Linked DNA regions of Podarcis muralis: region 1 is linked to region 2. The links are chromatin contacts, called in public Hi-C maps. All regions are on one chromosome and are shown on one strand. The core of a region is the stretch at or near the end of the contact, and the rest is flanking DNA. Distances in the headings are between cores, read along the strand shown. Region 1 holds the start of NANP (N-acetylneuraminic acid phosphatase). Region 2 holds the start of NLRC4 (NLR family CARD domain containing 4).

Region 1 (3,621 bases), core at 270-2,769, 260 kb before region 2:
CCCCCCCCCGCCAATAACTGCCAGTACCCTGTGTGCCATGAACTGCCTTGAGGATTAAAAGGTAGACTTGGATTCATACTGAGGTTCTGCCTTTAACCTATGACTTAAGGTTCCTTAACATTATATTCCTCTAGCAGCTGGGGGGGGGGGGCCTTCCATGTTTTGTTGAACTACAACTCCCATCATCCCTAGCTGTTGGCTACGCTTGCTGAGGCTGATGGGTGCTGTAGTCCAGCAACACCTGGAGGGCCAAAGGCTCAGCACACCTGTTCTGTGAGGCAAGACTCCGCCAATTCGTGTATGTTCTTGCAAAAGTAGCTATTTGTAGAATAGGGAGGCTGTAGGGAGGCTACCTTTCCGGAGGCACTGCTCACAGACAACATGGCCGCAGTTGGTCAGGCAGAACTTTTGGGCGGCTCTTTGGGGCTTCTGGAAGCAAGCATTGCAGAACACCAGGGCAGCCATGAAGGGAAGGGAGGCGAGCAGGTTTTATCTACAACCCGTCGACGGAGCCATAGCCAGGAGGACACCTGCGCTGCCCCTTAGGTCATTCAAATGAAAAAGTTTTTCCCAGCCCCTCCCGAGGCGCCCAGGAGACCCGCCTCCTCCTCCTCCTCGCGGACGAGACAGCTCGCCTGAGGTAGAAAGGAAGAGCCGCCTTCGTCCCCCGCCCCCTCCCCGCAAGAACGAGCAGCGCCGCGGCGCCCCTCCCCCACCACACCAGGTGGAGCGCTGAGTCAGGAAGGGGGCGGGGAAGAGGCAACGGTGACGCGGAAGGTTTGGCTCCTCCCTCCACTGCCGACGACGTTCGTTTGTGAAGAGAGGCCGCAGAGATACGGAGTAAAAATAATAGAGTTGCTCTGTCACTGCTGCGATAGGTCGTTTCTGGGTCCAGATAGGAGGGAACAAAGCATTTTTTTCAATGCCCACCATTACGGAACCGAGAGCTGCTACGTGTTATCCATGGAGAAATGTGATGTGGCATCCGCGCCTGAAGCAACAGGGAGGAGTAAATAAAGTTCCCCGCCCCTTCTCTTTTAACACAAGGTCACGCCGTGTGGAAAATAATCGTCGTTTATTTTATTTTATTATTGTCGTATTTTTTTATTTTTGAGTCTGCCTGTCCAAATCCGATCCCAACAGTTCTGGTCCCGGTATCGCCCTGGAGTGCAGTGTGAAAGCTGAGAGAAGCTTACAAAGTAGTCATAGCTGTCAACTTTTCCCTTTTCTTGCGAGGAATCCTATCCGGAATAAGGGAATTTCCCTTAAAAAAAGGAAAACGTTGACAGCTATGAAATTAGTAGCCTTGCTAATAATCCATTGATCCATTTGATCCATTGCCCATATTGCAGGAGGAGGGGGGAGGTCAGGCTGAGATTAAGCAACCTATGATGGACCACATTAAGGGGCTTGAGGCTGGCTTACATTTCCAGCTCAAAACGGATCCCATGCCAACACGCCCCCAAAACGCAACCCGGAAGGACCCGGAAATTGGCTGTGTGGGTTGCTCTAAACTTACAAGTCTATACGCCTGGGTCTATCTGAGAATCCCACAGGGACGGGAGTTCCGACGGGCACGTCCCGCATCCCTTTCAGAGCGGTCTCGCTTTTTCTCGGGAGTTGCCAGTTCTCGCGAGATACAAGCAAATGAATCGGTCCGCTGAGTTTGCATAGCTGGCAGGGCGGACGCGGCTGTTTCCTCCACCTGCGACTCCAGTGGGGTTGCTGCTGCTGCTGCTGCTGCTGCTATTGCTATGGGGCTGCAAGGGGTCAAGGCTGTTTTCTTCGACTTGGACAACACGCTGATCGACACCGCCGCCGCAGGCAGGAGAGCCATTGAGGAGGTACCGGTTGCACCCAGCTCCTCCCTTCTGTTCTTCCTCCGTTAAAAAAAACACAAGACAAGGAAGTGCAAGTATAATAAGCTATAAAGCTTTATTGCCAGACAGCTCCTGTTCTGAATCTGTTGTGGATTTGTGGTTTTTAAAGAAGTAAAGTACTTTGCAACGTCCATCTCCCGGACATCTCGGGCTAAGGGGACCCAGTGCTGAATCAATATTGGCCTTTAGTTAATTAAAGTATCTATGGCCTTTTAAACGGGGGGGGGGGGGGCAGAGGCGTTATTCTTTTTGTTAGTTCCTGTGTTAGGAACTGTATTTTTGTGTTTTTATATTGTAAGTCACCCTGTGATCCTCGGATGAAGGGCAGTATAGAAGTTTAATAGATAATAATAAAGAATGTGATGGTGATGGTGAATGCAGCAATGTCACACAGCCAGCATTCACTCCCAGACACGACTTCCAAGAGCACAAATTCTATTGGATTTTCTTTTACAGCTCTTTCAGTCATTACTGTTGGATGTTTCATCTGTTTCACTATGGATCTCTTTCTTGAATATTTTCAAGGAAAGGCCCTGTTGCCCCTTGTAGGGGAGGAAGCGCTGTGGGTATTTTGCATGTCCTCTCTTAGGGCATCTTTGTACCTGAACGGCTGACTTCTGAGGGCCATGTGAAGAATGCTGACAAGTTTAGGGATACCGGGGTGCTACCTTATACTGAATCTGACCATTGGTCTATCAGCTTAATCCATATTGGCTACACTGACTGGTGGATGACTCTCCAGTTGGTAGTCTCTTTCAGGCGGACTTGAAGATGCTGGGACCTTCTACATGCAAAGCACAAGCACTGAGCCACAGCCCTTAATGTATTAAGTACTCATAAGTAACAGCAAGTAGTCAGAGGATAGTTATTTGTTCTTGGCCATTGGCCAATTAATCCAGAAGAAGAGAATGTACCTTGACACTTTATGCACAGTACGATAAAGGCTTAAAAAAAATGCAGTGTGTGAGAGACAGAGTAGTTTGGAATTCACATGAAGAACTTGAAAATAGTGTCGCCCCTTGGATATGCAGCATAATTGTATTTCACAAAATATGCCATGATTTGATTTTGGCATTCTAAATCAAAATGCTTACTGGGGTTAATGTCATTTACATGGGCTCTATTATGGTAGTGGTTAAAAGGCTTTGTGTCCTTGCATAGAGAAAGCTCTAGTGTTCCAACATCCCACCTTGCAGAAATTAACTCACGTTGTAACAAAAGGAGAGCTCTTGTGTAAATGTAGAATAGAACAGCATTGCTGTTTCAGGATGTGGATTAGAGGACTGCAGGTGCAGTATCCTTTAATTTAGTTTTTGCTGCTTTGCTGAGTTCAACCAATATAAGAGGACAACTGAGAACTTTAGGTATGGGCTGTAGCAATTTCTAAATAATGTATAAGTTGTTATGGCTGAAATCCATGAATTTCTTGATGCGTGTTACACTTTAGATTACCCCTGGAATGGATGAAGCATCCAAAAGTAATGGCTGAATGAGTACTAAAAGAGTTGTGCTCTTGAAAATAGTGTCTATGAGATGAATATGGGCTGTGTGGCATTGCTGCATTCATCGTCATATTATTATTTAGTATTATCTATTAAATTTCTATACTGTCCTTCATCTGAGGATCACAGGGCAGTTTACAATATAAAAGCACAACAACAGCCGACATAATAACAAACAAAACAAATAAACACACCCAAGTTTAAAAGGCCATAGATTGTTTAATTAGCCAAAGGCCTGC
Region 2 (3,652 bases), core at 1,049-3,548:
TCAACCCCCTGCAATGCAGAAATATGCCATTGTCCCATACAGGAACTGAACCTGTGACCTCAACTTTATGAGGACCACGCTCTAACCAACTGAGCTATTTCTTCAGCTTATTGTTGACACTGATTGTCAGCAACTCTGCAGAGTTTCAGGCACTAATCTTTGCCAGCCCTATCTGGATATGCCAAGAATTGACCCTGGCACCTTCTACATGCAGAACATATGCCCTACCACTCAGTTATAATTTGGGATAGAACAGCAATTTGATTCAGTTTGCATTTAAATACAAATCTACCTAATTCTCATTATTTGAACATATAATGCAAGTACACAATATGATGTACTGTACAATAAAGTAAGGATGAGGCTATTTAGTGTTTCGGTTATTGTTGCACTTTTTTTTTTACAGGTCATACTGGAAATGTTTCTGTCCCTTGTGCATTTCAAATGCCTTGTTATTCTACTAATGGCACACTCCACAAATGAGTTTCCAAGAACTGCAACTAGCGCTTTTTCCACTTGATAATTTCCTTCCTTTTTCATGGATTCTATTTTTGATGACAGATCATGGGAAGATGGCAATCCAAAAAGACCGTCTTGCTGATGAATGGCTGATAGGTGCCTGATAATTTTCTGGTGGCTTCAGTTTATAATCTATAAGTATACAGAAAAAGAAAGAAAGAAAAAGAAGTAAACTGTGGTAATGTAGTAATAATATCTGAGATGCTATTCATTCATAGAAGGTAACTATGCCCTCTGGCCGCCTCCTTATCCCAATTGGATGTTAATAACTTGGAAAGTCTCCAAGTGTATTCCTGGAAAGACTTATGAAAAATTCAAGATACCGGCTTTAGTCTCTGAGCTGTGTATTTATTCATGAGGACTATAGCTAGCAGGACTTGTTCTTTCACACTGGAGAAATCCTCAGGCTGAAAATCAAATTTGTGGTCAAATACTCCCTCTAGTGCTAAATCTCCACAGGGGTTTATGCTTAGGCGAAAATGGTCTTCACAAATCCCTCTGCTCTTGTGCTTGTTTCCCCCCGCCAGCAAATCATGTATTGTAGAGAAGAGAATGTTTTGTTTTGTGGATTTAAAGTAGTTTCCCCCACTTGGATGGCACAAGCAATAATTACAAACAAAGGGGTCTTCATATGGTTCTTGACCTGATTTCTGAAAAAAAGAATCTGTTGTATCCAGTTGAGACAACAAGCCCTCTGCTAACTGGCCTTTCAATACATTTCTAACTAGCTGTTTTGCACTTTCCTCAGCCAGATCACCTGTCTCATAAATCAGCGACCCAAAAAGCCTCAAACTTCTAATTAACTCAGTCTTTGTAGTAACAACGACTGTTTTTTAATTTACAAATGTCTTTGATCAGTGATTCTATTTCTGTGCATCTCTGGGGTTTGAATTCATCATATCCATCAAACAGAAAACTCCTGTTTGCCCATCTCGTAAGAGGTTGCTCGTAAGAGGTTGCTCACACACTGTTTCATACAGTCCAGCCTGAGTACTGCTCAGACTGATAAAGAAAACAAGCTTGAATTTTCTCATCGAAGGTTGGTTTCCATTAGCCCACAACCAGGCAATCCTTTTGAGGAGAGTTGTTTTTCCTTTGCCAGCTTCTCCCTCTATTATACAGGTTGCCATATTTCAAAAAGTTGTTGAGTTTTTGTTTTTGTTTTGCAAAATCTCCCAAAAAAACCCAAGGTTTTTAAAGAAAATTCACCAAAAAAATCAAGACTTCCGAGATGAGCTGCCATATGCCAGACATTTTAACTGATTTTAGAAAATTCCACCCAGACGCTACTTTTGGCAGACGAATCCCAGCTATGTCCGGGAAATTACGGATGTATGGCAGCCCTAATGAGCCATCTTCTAGTTCATCTAAAAGGGCATTTAAAGACAGCTGTCCTAGCCTCCAAAGCAAAGTATCTGTATAAGTAGTTGTAAAATAAAAAATGATGTCAATTTATTCACGCAGTAGGTGAAAATTTTAAAATAATGGATTCTTATAAAAGTCAGCTAAATCCTGAACCAAGCAATCAAGGTGTTCTTGAGACATTTGTCAAGCAGCACCTGAAAAATAACAATTGCAGGAACATCTTAATACAATGGTGATGAACTTTGCTATTTGATAGCTAAATTGCAAGAATATAAACTAACCATGTTGCTGGACTCTCAGCTCCAATCAAGGGTGCCAACTTGAATAAAATAAAATACAATACAATCCTAAGCATGCCTATTCGGAATTAAGTCCCAGTGAATTAAATGTGCTTATTATCAAGTCACTGTGTACAGGGTTTATTTATTTTTTTAAAAATAATGTTTATTAAAGATTTCCAAAAAAGTTAACAACCCAACAAAGAAAACCACAAGAAAAACAACAGCAAACATCAAAAAATCTCAATAGAAAAAACACCCAAGAAAAAGAAAAATACAACAACAAAAAAATTTAGTATAAAAAGAACACTCTTTCATTTTGATAACTTTCAATACCTTATTCTCATTTACTTCCACCCGCCTTCCCTTCTTGTATTCCAATTTAAAAATTAGTTCAGCAAGATCATTAACTATTCATCTTAAGCCTTTATCCTTCTCTTTATAATCTATTTATCTTGGCCACTTAAACCCCATCATTTCATTTTTAATGCCCTCAGCATTCATAGATTTTACAATGTTTTTGTAGATAAACTTTAAACTTCTTCCAATCCTCTTCCACCTGCTCCTCTCCTTGATCTCGGATTCTGCCGGTCATTTCAGCCAGTTCCATATAGTCTATTACTTGCATCTGCCATTCTTCCAGAGTGGGTAGATCTTGCGTCTTCCAATGCTTTGCAATAAGTATTCTTGCTGCTGCTGTGGCATACATAAAAAAAATTCTATCCTTCTTTGACACCAATTGGCCGACTAAGCCCAGGAGAAAGGCCTCTGGTTTCTTCAAGAAAGTATACTTAAATACTTTTTTCAGTTCATTATAGATCATTTCCCAGAACGCCTTAATCCTTGGGCACGTCCACCAAAGGTGAAAGAATGTTCCTTCAGTTTCTTTACATTTCCAACACTTGTTATCGGGCAGATGATAAATTTTTGCAAGCTTGACTGGTGTCATGTACCACCTATAAATCATTTTCATAATATTTTCTCTTAAGGCACTGCATGCCGTAAATTTCATACCGGTGGTCCACAACCGTTCCCAGTCAGCAAACATAATGTTATGACCAATGTCTTGTGCCCATTTTATCATAGCCGATTTAACCGTTTCATCCTCAGTATTCCATTTCAACAGCAAATCATACATTCTTGACAATATCTTAGCATTGGGTTCTAACAATTCTGTTTCCAACTTTGATTTTTCCACCTGGAAGCCATTTTTCCTGTCCAAATTAAAGGCCTCTCTTATTTGAAAATAGTGTAACCAATCCCGCACCTTATTTTTAAGTTTCTCATAACTCTGCAATTTCCACCTGTCCCCTGCTGTGTACAGGGTTTAGACCGAAATAGACTCATGTTGTTTGTGTAGTGGGGGGTGGGGGAGAGCTTCCAGATTGTAGCAGCACCCTAAATTGCAAATGTGTTGTTAGCAAGTTATTTTTACTTACTGGATTTCCCTCATAAAGGGCTAAATTCTGATTAAGTTGGGGAGTGTTGAT

Evidence for each region. Hi-C and Micro-C count contacts between places; a contact is called where the count stands out from the background.
Region 1: a contact with region 2 is called in a Hi-C map of tail, with 4 times the contacts expected there. The contact joins the promoter of NANP here to the promoter of NLRC4 in region 2. A contact is called at or near these places in 2 of 3 Hi-C or Micro-C datasets (blood and tail).

The regions. Positions count from the first base shown.
Region 1 is chr3:40,386,475-40,390,095 of rPodMur119.hap1.1, reverse strand. It overlaps NANP (N-acetylneuraminic acid phosphatase), which reads left to right and starts at 1,519. Exons shown (of 2, transcript XM_028724262.2): 1 at 1,519-1,844. The coding sequence starts at 1,755. The region is part of intron 3 of RNF212 (ring finger protein 212); the gene reads right to left.
Region 2 is chr3:40,128,458-40,132,109 of rPodMur119.hap1.1, reverse strand. It overlaps NLRC4 (NLR family CARD domain containing 4), which reads right to left and starts at 2,298. Exons shown (of 5, transcript XM_077925693.1): 1 at 1,478-2,298; 2 at 1,355-1,475; 3 at 1,170-1,353; 4 at 1,099-1,168; 5 at 1-1,096. The coding sequence starts at 1,649. The coding sequence ends at 732.